4 separate regions of the Mus musculus genome follow, and regions 2, 3 and 4 are each linked to region 1. The links are chromatin contacts, called in public ChIA-PET, Hi-C and HiChIP or PLAC-seq maps. All regions are on one chromosome and are shown on one strand. The core of a region is the stretch at or near the end of the contact, and the rest is flanking DNA. Distances in the headings are between cores, read along the strand shown.

Region 1 (2,878 bases), core at 113-2,612:
AGAGGGAGAGGAGAGAGAGAAATCTGTGCAGGTGCAATTGTCCTGAGTCTAACTAACTATGTAGTACACCAGCAACAGTGTAACTTTCATCTAAATTCATTTTTTTCATTGCACATACCTCCCCCCCCCCATTTTCTTTTAGATTTTATTTTACTCTGCTGGGTTTTTTCCTTTATCTATTTTTTCAATTTTAAGACAGAGCTTCTTTTGTGTGCTTCTATTTTGCTTGTTTTCTTTCCTCTTTTGAGACAAGGTCTCCCTCTATGGTACAGGCTGCCTCCAGTGTCACGATTATTTGAGTGTTTTCCATCCTGGTGGGCTGACTCCTTAATGATAAGGACACTGGCCTGGCCAAGAAAATGTCAGTTCAGATCTTCCCCTGCAGATGGCATTAGTGACTGATGAGCCTCTCAGCTGTTGAACACGACTGAAATCTATCCCAAGCTGGTAAAGACTAACTTCTCAAGGTTGCTCCCAGTCCGCTGATTAAGCACAACAGGGATATTTAAGGCAGGTCTACATCTGAGATATGTCAGAATTTGGGGACATGCCAGTTTGCCTCAAGGACTACTCTCTCCCCACGGCTTTGCTGAACTTGTAGGTATTACTTTGCACCCAGCTTCCCTACTTGCCTTTTCCCATTAACGAAATCACACCCCACCCCCCACATCCCAACTCCAGTTCCTCTTACAACCTGTACAGCACTTCTTTCTGCTTCATAATAGGGCTGCCGCGTGTTTGTGTGTCTGTATGTGTGTGCCAGTCACGGAACTAACCCTTATTCAACTGATGATGACAAAATAGACAACAAACACCTGCTCTACTTGACTTGCTTCTCTGTTAACGCCCTTTATCAGGACACAGAGCCTTTCAAAATCTGATCTCCGAGGGCTTGGCACCACAAACCCTACAGCATAAGGCCTAGACTACTCAACAGTTAACTCCCTTGCCTTCAGTCTGCGGAGGCAAACGCCTCCTCCTCACTTTCTTGAGGACACACTCTGACTTATTCCTGAAGACCCAGTTCAACCCAACAAGGCTCTGCAGGTACAAATCAGGCACAAGTCAGCAGGCACCTTGTAAAAGCATTAGTTACATTGTACTTAAATCTTCCAAGGAACTCGGGAGATCCTCTGGAGTAAGGGAAACCGCGCGTCCAGCCGGGGTTCCCCATGCTTGGCCCACCGTGGGCCCTCAGCAGAGATCTGAAGGAGAAAGAAAGCGGCAGAGCGAATGGGGAAGGGCGATTTCAGTTCCCTGGATGACCGCGCCGCCTGCAGGGAGAGGATGCAGGCGCAACCCCGCCGAATCGCAGGGGCCGCTGCAGGGCACATGACTGAAGGCCTCCGCCCGGCCCCTCCCGCTTCCCGGCGCAGTCGCCAGCCGTCACCATCACCGCCGCCGCGGCTTGCTGGCGAGCCCCACCAGCCCGCGTCACCGCTCTGCGCGCTCCCTGCACCTCCCTGGCTGCAGCAGCCGGAGAAAACGAAAGCCAGGCGGCCCCGGCACTCGCGATCGCACCGGCTCTGCTGCTCATTCCGGTATCTACTCCAGGGCTGTGCGCACTGCGCGGGCAGCGGCTGAACACGCACGGAGAAGGTGCGGGAGCCGCAGGGGCCCCGGGCTTTGGGCGGCTGCTGCTCGGCCTTGGCGGAGGCTTGTTCCAGCTCGCCGTTCGGTCCCAGGCCTGGCCGGTGAGCTGCGCGCAGTATGGGCAGATGCTGCTTCTACACGGCGGGGACGCTGTCTCTGCTGCTGCTGGTGACCAGCGTCACGCTGCTAGTGGCTCGAGTCTTTCAGAAGGCGGTAGACCAGACGATCGAGAAGGTGAGGCAGGCTAGTGTGTGTGTGTGTGTGTGTGTGTGTGTGTGTGTGTGGTGTCTTTCTAGGCCACCCTCCCATTGCGGACCCTGTGTGGGGAGAGTTGCGTTGGCGCCGAGCCTGCAGAACACAGCTCTTGTTTGCCTCCCCGGGTTGGCAGGATGTGGAGACTTGAGGTGACTCTTCCTTTTAAATAACCTGTAAGTCTACAGATCTCGACTTTGTAGAAAAGCCTTGCGTTTCCGTTCTATCCTTAGCAATTCTCCACACCCCTCTACGCACCCGGTCTATGTTGAGCCCTGTTTCCCTCGCACTTGACAAAGAAATAGAAATGCGTAAAAGCACCGCAGAAGAGGCTGGCTTTGTAGGCTTGCCCGCGCAGCCTTTGAAACGGAGTGAGCCTGGGGATGAGAAGTGGGTGAGAGGTCTATTGTGTTCTCCTTCCTGGGCTGGACAGGGTAGGGTAGGGTAGGGCAGGGCAGGGCAGGGCAGGGCAGGGCAGAGCAGATGGCAAACAGTCTAGGCTTTAGGAATGGGTGACATTTTATCCATTGCAGTTAGTGCTTAGCGGCTCTGTGTCTCGCAGACAGCCCTGTCTCTGTTTCATACTTGTGCTCATCAGCCATTACTTGGGTAATTAACGAATTTGGACCTGTCTCCCAGGGTGTTTGATGGGGCCTGAAAACTGGTCATGTGGAAGACTTCTCCATCCTGGGGCCACCCTGGTCACTTTTTTCTTTTACCCTTTCACCCACATTCACCAGGCACGGTGGAAAGAGGAACTGGAGAGAGTTACTAGGGTCACCTTTTCCTTTAAAAATAAAGAGCTAAACAAATGAGTCACTGGGGTAGCCTTTCTCATTAGCATCATTCTTATGCATAATGTCTCGCTGATCTCTGTTGCTGTCTCCCAGGTACAAAAGCTTAGGCTTGAGAGTCTGCTTGGAGTCACTGTATTCCAGATTAATAAAATTAGTTGCCTTATTCCAAATGCCAATAGATGATGTCCCTAAATAGAGATTCGCAGTAGTAACCAGTTACTTGGAGTCTGGCAATT
Region 2 (2,878 bases), core at 105-2,604, 460 kb before region 1:
GGGCGTACAGTATTAACTCCAGAATAACTTTGCAGTGCAATGTGGCTGCTAAACGGCTTTCTCTCTGGCCTCCTGAGTCACGATGGCCCCTCTGAACGGAGCATTAGAAAAGAACCCTGTCAGGGTCAGAGCACTTGAACGGTGTATAAGCTCCACAGAACAGAGCTTTGGCTGACGGCTGCCAAGAAACTTCTGGGTGGCCTCTAAGTCAACAACAAGCAGAAAGTTTGTGGTGTGTCACCTGCCCAAAACATGACACTCTTACTTTTTCTAGTGGCTGTACCCAGCCTGGCTCCTGGGACATCTGCAGCCCCGCTGGCATCCTGATTTGTTTGAGTAGACTTATACCTTGTACCACAGAACCCCTCAATTGCTTTCACTGAAACTTGACAATAGAAATCAGCTCTCATGACCTGCAGGTCTGACATTTAGGAAAACCAGCTTCTAAAAAATACTAAACCATCCTGACTGTGTCGCTTAGTAAGTGTATTTCCTCTACGATGGCAGCACGGACTCGGTTTTGAACTGGCTTAGACTCATCTCTCACAGGCTTGGGAACTATTGTCTTTGTGAATAAACTGGTCAAGGAGGAACACACCCCGAGATGTCACCACTGAGCCGTCCTCCTGGAGAAACGTGGCAAGGCCCGATCACCATGGAAACTGGGACCTCTCACAGCATAGCACAAGTGCAGAATGGCCACCCATCTTTATTAACGTCTGACTGGGGCTGGAGAGAGGGCTCAGTGGGTGAAGAGACTTGCGATGGGAGAACCTGATGACCCAGGGTCAGGCCTCGGAACCCACACAAAGCTGTACAACTCTACACACCTACTGTGGCGCACACAGCCACCCAACAGCAGATACACACAAAACGAGCAGAAGAAAAACCCGCAAAAATCTCCATATTCAATTTGACTATCTTTGGAATTCTTCATTAAGGTTTTCACGAAATACAAAGCTCAAACATAATTGCCTACATCCACCACAAAATAGAATCAAGTAAGTGGTTAGCACACAAACATAACGATCTTTTTCATTTTTAAAAATATAAATAACAAAAACGTTCAGGGGTTTTACAGTTTTCTTAACGTGTGTGTGTGTGTGTGTGTGTGTGTGTGTGTGTGTGTGTGTGTGTGTCTTTTTAAGGCTTTGTGTTGCAGACTGGTACTTGTGCCCTGGTATCAGGGTGCACTGCCCACCAGCAAGGAAGGCCGCTGTGGATACATTCCTGAGGGTGCCACACACCCATCTCCGCCGCCTCAGCCTGGGGAAACCCGTGCCAGACACCCTCCATCAGGCCGCAGGTCACCGACTCTCTTCCACAGAGCGTGCAAGCTCGCAGAAGACCAACCGTGAAAGGCAAGAGAGATTCCTGGAAAGCCTCTTCCTGTTACTCAGGAAGCCCCCAGTAACCCACAACTCAAACCGCAGTTTGTAGTGAAATCGCTTTCAGATTGAACAGTGGTGAGAGTGGCAGCTTTTGCCCAGGGCTTACAGGAGCGATTAAAGAGGAGAGGTCAACGTTGGGAAAACACCACCGAATACAGATGTCCCCCCAGGAGTCCCATGGCCGGTGAGGGCTGGAGGGAGGGAGATGGCCCCTGCCTTGGGCCTGAAGTCCGAGGGAAGCGACTCCAGCAGGCACCTGACCTGCTCCTGGCCCAGCTTTATCTTGTCATCCAGCTTCCGCTGCTCAATGAGGAGTGTGGACTTCATCTTCACGAAGTGCTGGTAGTCCTGCAGCTGCTCGGCGGACAGGTAGTTGGCCAGGATATCCAGCACCACGCGCTCCCTCCGGTCCAGGTTCTCCTTGAGCTCCCGTGCATCCTCATGCTGGCCAGCCAGAACCTTCCTTTTCTCGTTCAGAGAACTCTGCCAGGGTAAAATGAACAGGTAAGGCAGCCATAAGACAAGGAGGCAGACTCCTGCCTCTCACAGGGCTGCAAACCAGTGCTCTACTCAACAGTGCGAAGGATGGATGGATGTACCTATAGCCATTATTACTATCTGTTTTCTCTCCTTATGTTGAACACTCTGTGGTGGGTAAATGGCTGTGGTAACAACCTGCCCTTTTTAGCTCTACACTTACTGAGCCAATCCTCAAGTTCTCTGAGTACTTTGTGCCCCACCTCTCCATCTGCTGAATAAAAACTTTGCAGGGGGCTGGAGAGATGGAGCCCTGGTTCGGAGCACAGACTGACTGTTGTAGAACATCTGAATTCAATTCCTAGCACCCACATGGCAGTAACAATGGTCTCCAACTCCAGGGCCAGGACAATCCATGCCCTTTTCTGGCCTCTTCTGGTAATGCACATGGGGAGCATATATATATATATATACACACACATATATATATATATATATGCCTATTAGCTTATATATATGTGTGTGTATTTGCCTATTAGCATATATATATATGCATATACATATATATACATATTTATACATATATATATATATGCTAAAAAAGGTTTTTAAACCATCTGCAGGCAGGGCTCTGAACTCCGTGCCTCCCAATCTGTAACAATGGGGATATATTCCTCATCTTTAACAAAACCAACATCCCTGCCACCCCGGGCTGCTGCTTGGCCTCTATCCATGAGTAAAACTCTGTTCAAGAAGGACGTTGGTGTCGTACTTCAGAGTTTCCCACACCAGCCCAGTAGTAAGCTGCCGCCTCTTCGGGGCCCATCGACTTCCTGGAAATACTTCATGTGTCCTGCATCTGATATGCCGACACAGTGTAAACGCCACAGTAAGTACTTTAAAAGAGTTTTGAATTGAATAGTTTTCAGACCTTTCAGGACAACATGAGTGAGACAATGTAAGATGGAATCCAATCGTGAAGTGCAGTGACTTACACATCCCTCAGTACA
Region 3 (2,878 bases), core at 202-2,701, 430 kb before region 1:
TTTATGCTAAGTTCTTTTGCAGGCAGGTTGCGCCTGACTATTACAGTTGTCATGTATGGAGTGTTTGTACCATGTACATGCGTTCCTTTATTTAATGCTCACAATGACCAGGTAAGACAGGCATCATTAACTTCATCTTAGAGAAAAGGGAGCCACGATCAGAGAGTGCTCAGGCTCGAGCACTGAAGGCAAGGAGTGAGAATGAGCAAGGTCAAACCCCAAACCTCAGGCACTCTGCTATTCCCTCCCGCCCCGCCTCCCAACATGCTAGGTACCCACACTTGGCCTTGCAAAGGGGAATCTTGCGGTGTGGGGGCCTAATCTCTGGAAGAGGTGGCTCAGATGGTGTGAACTGGTCCCCTTAAAGGGCTGCAAAATCTACAATGGGGAAAGGAGGGTCTAGAGGAAGGAAGATAATTAGGAACCACTTCTTCCTGTGGCCTGATGTGTCTTCTAATATGACGGGAGAATTTTATCCTGTGTCTACCACTCAGAGGTCTATGATTTGCCTTTGAGCAAGTCATGATCCTTAGGGGCTCTAATTGAGTCCTAACAGCCACCATCTGTTAAGTAATCCTTCCAGAAGCCTCCTAGTGGCTTTCTTTAACACGCATGCACACACAAATGCCACTTCCTGCATCTCATTTCTATTATGTTTGAAATGTCCTTCCACCTCCCTGTCATTGCCCTGTCTCTGTCTGACTCAAGTGGTAATACTGTGTGGACCCTGAGTTCTCAGGGTCAAATGGATGCGACCTTGAACACACAGCTGGTGTGGGGAATCCGGACTCAGCTTGTTCTTCAGTATGTCTGAGTGTCTGGGTTTGGATCCCCTTTCCCCAGTTCCTCTCAGATGCGTGAGGCCCGATTTCGAGAAGAGAGCCCTCTGTTTGCCACATTCAGGGTGGCTCTGTTCATTCTTTAACAACCTTAACTAGCACCAGGGTGACTAGGAAGCAGAAGTGTAACCCAGCAGCTATGTGCACATACTGTGGCACCTGGCTCAGATCTGTCCTGACTCACATACTGATCAGCTGTCCATACTTGGATTAATCTTTGCACCGTTCAACTTCCTGTTCTGCAAAATACTTATGTGTTCAAGTGGTGCTGCATGCAGAAGAGGGAAATGAAGGGGTCACATGAGATCAATGTCAATTTCATCATGTGTCACTGAAAAACCCTCTATCCTATTCCTATCTGCTTCAGGGCCATGCTAGGCAGATGGCTTTGATGGAAGGAGGAAAAAAAATATCAAGTGTAACATTTAAATATAAGAATATCACCAATTCAGCTGTAAATATGAACAATTTTTGACTAGTGCAGACAGGACATTGAAGCACCCAGAATGGAAGTCTTCAGTTTTTCAAATATGGGATTATAATAGGCATTGAGAAACAGCTGACTGTGAATGGGTTCCATAAATATCTCAAACGACCAGCCATGATCAAAGTATTTCCAGTCTCCCAGTCTAGTTCAGAATGTGATGTAAGGATGAATCACCCACATAGTTAGCATTTGAAGAGGATGAAGAAAAGACATTTTGGGGGTAAACATGACCTTTGAAAGAGAGAAACCCTTAGATGCCAGCTGTGGCCACTCACCTGGAATGGTAGCTCTGGTGCCAAGGAGGGCCCATTGTGCCCTGAGATATCTGCATCATGCTGACATCAGGCTGTGTCTCCCCAAATTTGGTGGTATGCCACGAGTGAGGGCGAGTGGCAGGCTCACTGCACCTGTGGAGACATAGGAGAGGGACCCTTCAGCACCAGCAGCTTCTCAGCTGAGTCCCCTCATGAAATGAAGTAGCCTGGGTCCCAGCGATCACAAATCAAAGTACTGCTCGCTTCTCCGAGCACTGTGTCCCTTCCGTTTTACTTTCTATTTTGACATCACACAGGAATGCTGCAAAGTTAGTACAACTTTATTTAGGCTTCCTACATGTTGGTATTTTATGCCTTCTGAATATAAGGACATGGATGCCTGGGTCTTCCTGAACCTCTAGCTTTATAGAAAAACAGGAATACTAAAATTCCTTCCTGTTTCCCAAGGGACTTTGCATAGATGCACGGTAAAAAGCATACCCGGGTTTTTCAAGTCCTCTTTCGGAGCCTGGGTGGACGGTGCTGCTATTATCACTGTCTCGGAGGAATGGTATGGAAGTCAGAGGCTGCCCTGCATTGACAGCGACCGCTCTAAACCACAGTCTAGAGAACAAAGTGTTCTCGGAAAGACTTTCTCATTTTGCAAGCTGGTGACTTCAACCTTTAAGCATCCTGCCGTTAAAGCACAAAGATCTGATGGAGCCAAGGAGAAAGCGTGGGTATCCTTTAGACTGAGCATGAATGAGCTCTACAAGGAGTCAGAGGCACGAGTCAGCTGCTGGGCAGTATTTTTGGCATCAAAGTGAGAGGACCATCCAGGCATCCCATGCTGACAGCTATGAGATTGTGTGGAAATATTTCTCTAGTTTAGAAACACTTTGGGATTCAGGAAGTCCCTTGATAAGATGAAGATGATAGATGTAACGTATCCCAAGCCCTCGAATTTGCTGTGAGAGAGTTGATGGGATAGAGCCAGGGGGACAAGCCCGTTAGTCAGGCCTACCTAAAAGGATGGGCAAAGGGGGGAGGAAGAAGTTGAGGATGGATGACGAAGGGAATGAGAACGGATAGGAGGAAGTACTGATCGTAACCACTCTTCCAGCTCTAACAAGTATTTCTGAAGTATTGGAGTAATTATAAAGACGGGGCAGGGCCAGCCAGATGGCTCAGACACTGGCAAAGACGCTTCCATACAAAGCTGACAATCTGAGTTTGACCCCTGGAACCCACATGAGGGTAGAAAGAGAGACCCAATCTTTGACTGAGCCATATGTGTC
Region 4 (2,878 bases), core at 176-2,675, 340 kb after region 1:
GGTAGAATTCTATGTCAACATTTCAGAAGACCATGGAAGAAAGCCTAAACATACAGAAGTAGTAAATTTGAATAACAAAGTGGTTTGTCTAACTAAATACTTGCTAAGCACAAGACGAAGAAGTAATACGCCTCACACGTGAGTTTAAAAGTTGGCCAACATCCACCTTTCCCAAAGGCACTTTCCGTAACTCATGAAGGTATATTCGCAAAAAGGGAAAATAAGCATCAAGCTCTCTCCTTTCCAAATCAACTTACATCGTTGCGTATAATTTCTCTGGAATCTGCTAGTAAGTCCATTAATCTTGAAACACCTAGAACATACAACCATAAGAACAGAAACATCATTACAGGCAAACCAAACACACGAATGGTGATTTAAGTTACAATTTACCAGGTCACTGCTTCAGTCCTGGCAGCGACCCTTACTTTGGCCTCAGAGCTCCTCAGGGGAGCCGCTTACCCATGGGGCTGACTAGGATGATCTGCTGCACGGGAGGCCCTAGCTGCTTTAAAAGAGAAGTCAGGAGTCTCACGCCAGGCCAACGGACGTGGAAATCAAACTCCTGCAATGGAAGAATTTCAGCTGTTTAGCAACTAGAATTGCTATTTTCAAGGAAAACATTGTTTTCAACTAATAGTGCAATAAGAAACTACAAGAGAAAAACAGAATTTCAGTGAACTTTAAAAATGAATTTTAAGAAATGAAAAGTTAATGTTAATTGAGTAAACTCACTAAAATGTTAATGATAAATACTTTGTAAAACTAGAAATAGGATGCTATTATTTTAATAGATCACTTATTTTCTCTATCGAGTATGTGAATCCTTCCCATGCATTCAAAAGCATGCTATAGAGCAAACTTCCCTCACTCCCTGGTCAAGTGTGCAGGAAGTACCACCCACAAAGGCAAGGAAAGCAGCCGATTAGCGTGACAGGATGGCAAGGAGCCCTATTTACCTCCAACAAAGATAACAGGAGAGTGACATTTTCTGGCTGCTTAATGAAAATTTCTGTAAACTGGCTTCCCAAATCCTCACTCTGTCTTGTAGAATTTTCTTCTGTAATATTCAAAGAACAAAGTACTTCAACATGATGCTATGTTAAAGTGTCCTTTCACTGACGAGTTAAACAGAAATGGTAATTTTCCTGGAATATAAACAATTCAACAGTACGGCTGGGATCAGTAATGCAATTAAGATTGAAACTGTATTTGTAAACTCACTTTCAAGGTCAGTTGGGCATCACATTTCCGTAAAAACGTAAGGCTAAACTTTTATTAGGATAAGACGTTTGTTTAGGGCAACAGAAATATTGTCTTGATTGTGGTAGAGGTTATATGATTTTGTTTTTCAGTGCAGGGGTTTGGACTCAGGGCTTGCTTTATGGCAGGAAAGCGCTTAACCACAGTGCCACATCCCATCAACCACTACTGAACTCTTTTGTTGAAACTTGTAAGACTATACAACGTCTATGAGCAAACTGTATTTTACGTTAATTATACTCCAAGTCAGTACACCTCAAAATGGCAGTCTCTGCTGATTTGTACCTATCAGTACAGTTTGATTATAAAATTAAGTCAATCACCTTCAGATCAACCAGTATTGTTTTTATATAGAACCTAGACAAGTATTTGGCCATAGAAGCAGAATTAAACACTGAATTTCTTTACAATGTTAGGTATAAAATGATTAAAATTGCACAGGCCTAAGTGGCAGTGGTGCCTGTACTCCCGGCACTCATGGGGCTAAGGCAAGATGATGGCCTTGAGTTTGTCACAGCAACTGAATGAAACTAGAACAAAAATTAATACTAGGAGTGGGGTGCTGGAATAAAGCTAACCGTGTGGCTTTTGTGCCTTTTGTTGGAGGACTGTGGAGGTTCTGGAACTCTGAGTTAGAAAAGTCATCCAACACTCAACAAGGCATTCATTCTTGAGGAAGCTTGAAAGAAACACAGACAATGGAGGCCTGGCTTATGGGGTTTCAAAGAGGAGCAAAGACTCCTGGGTTCAGTTCCTAGCACCCAGACGGTGGCCTAAACTATCCATAACTCCAGAGCCCAAGTTTGAGGGACCCGATGTACTCTTCTCACCTGCATGGACATCAGGGGAACACATGGTAGGCATGCAAGCATGCAGGCAAAACATTCATTCAGATATAATACATATACTCCCCCCAAGAAAAAAGAACCTGTGTATACTTACTGGTCTGTTGGGACTGAAGAATTAGCTATGATTAGCTACAGATAGGTTCACTGGGGCAATGGGATGCTAACTGGCTACGGCTGAAAAGTCAGCTGCAATTGGTAAGAGATCTGCTTCACTAAGGAGAAATCTCTGTGCTTCACTGGGACAACAGCAAAGTCTTTCCCTAGGGTTATACACAGAACCTGTGGTCCAAGGGGGCCAAGCCTGTATCTCAAGCTGACACTTGAACTCAGCAAGGTCTAAGAGTGCCTTTGTGGTACTGGTTTTGAAGGCTCGATAGGTGAAAGATGGGAGTGGGGTTGGAGGAGTGTCTTAGAGAGCAGCTGAAACCTGGCACTGTGAGGAGAGGTCAAGAGAGTCCCTGGTGAAGGTGTAGCCTCAGTGACAGGAGAGCTCAGCCCCCATGCTTGGCACTAATCCCTGAGCAGGCAGTCCTGGGGTGTATCAGAAAGCTGGCCAAGTACAAGCCTGCGAGTAGCCAGTAAGGCATATTCCTCCATGATTTCCGCTTCAACTTCCTACCCTGACTTCCTTCAACAATAGACTGTGAGATGGAAGTGAAGGCCAAATAAACCCTTTAATCCCCAAAGTTGCTTCTGATCATGGTGTTTGTTATAGTAGAATAAAACATACACAAATGCTAAATTATTTAAAAGTTCGTAGAAATGGA

What was found. HiChIP or PLAC-seq counts read pairs in DNA pulled down with a chosen protein or histone mark. A called contact is a pair of places that touch in the nucleus more often than the background predicts. ChIA-PET counts read pairs in DNA pulled down with a chosen protein or histone mark.
Region 2: an RNA polymerase II ChIA-PET map of memory CD8 T cells shows a contact between it and region 1, with 24 read pairs. The contact joins the enhancer-like site here to the promoter of Scarb2 in region 1. A contact is called at or near these places in 1 of 15 datasets of contacts at CTCF or cohesin (large pre-B cells), 2 of 484 Hi-C or Micro-C datasets (both in cortical neurons), 9 of 115 datasets of contacts at active chromatin or transcription factors (cardiomyocytes, craniofacial prominence, embryonic stem cells and 5 more) and 1 of 9 other capture datasets (adipose tissue).
Region 3: a CTCF HiChIP or PLAC-seq map of the NIH/3T3 cell line shows a contact between it and region 1, with 7 read pairs. The contact joins the enhancer-like site here to the promoter of Scarb2 in region 1. A contact is called at or near these places in 1 of 39 promoter capture datasets (frontonasal cranial neural crest), 1 of 15 datasets of contacts at CTCF or cohesin (the NIH/3T3 cell line), 1 of 484 Hi-C or Micro-C datasets (cerebral cortex) and 4 of 115 datasets of contacts at active chromatin or transcription factors (embryonic stem cells, large pre-B cells and pancreatic cancer cells).
Region 4: a contact with region 1 is called in a Hi-C map of CD4 T cells, with 2.3 times the contacts expected there. The contact joins the enhancer-like site here to the promoter of Scarb2 in region 1. A contact is called at or near these places in 1 of 484 Hi-C or Micro-C datasets (CD4 T cells), 1 of 115 datasets of contacts at active chromatin or transcription factors (bone marrow-derived macrophages) and 1 of 9 other capture datasets (adipose tissue).

The regions. Positions count from the first base shown.
Region 1 is chr5:92,504,141-92,507,018 of GRCm38.p6, reverse strand. It overlaps Scarb2 (scavenger receptor class B, member 2), which reads left to right and starts at 1,362. Exons shown (of 12, transcript NM_007644.4): 1 at 1,362-1,827. The coding sequence starts at 1,711.
Region 2 is chr5:92,963,352-92,966,229 of GRCm38.p6, reverse strand. It overlaps Shroom3 (shroom family member 3), which reads right to left. Exons shown (of 11, transcript NM_015756.2): 11 at 471-1,874. The coding sequence ends at 1,506. Among named protein-coding and RNA genes, the nearest start is that of Gm36764, 44 kb to the left of the region's middle. Within about 2 kb of position 1,354, at least 21 of the 459 cell types and tissues checked have an H3K27ac peak or open chromatin away from gene starts, as enhancers often do. A contact at or near this core is called in memory CD8 T cells and pro-B cells, where this site is marked.
Region 3 is chr5:92,932,609-92,935,486 of GRCm38.p6, reverse strand. It overlaps Shroom3 (shroom family member 3), which reads right to left. Exons shown (of 11, transcript NM_015756.2): 4 at 1,602-1,733. Among named protein-coding and RNA genes, the nearest start is that of Gm36764, 75 kb to the left of the region's middle. Within about 2 kb of position 1,451, at least 49 of the 459 cell types and tissues checked have an H3K27ac peak or open chromatin away from gene starts, as enhancers often do. A contact at or near this core is called in the NIH/3T3 cell line and pancreatic cancer cells, where this site is marked.
Region 4 is chr5:92,164,713-92,167,590 of GRCm38.p6, reverse strand. Uso1 (USO1 vesicle docking factor) reads right to left here. Exons shown (of 24, transcript NM_019490.1): 5 at 960-1,060; 6 at 463-565; 7 at 258-313. Among named protein-coding and RNA genes, the nearest start is that of Gm25290, 27 kb to the left of the region's middle. Within about 2 kb of position 1,425, at least 29 of the 459 cell types and tissues checked have an H3K27ac peak or open chromatin away from gene starts, as enhancers often do.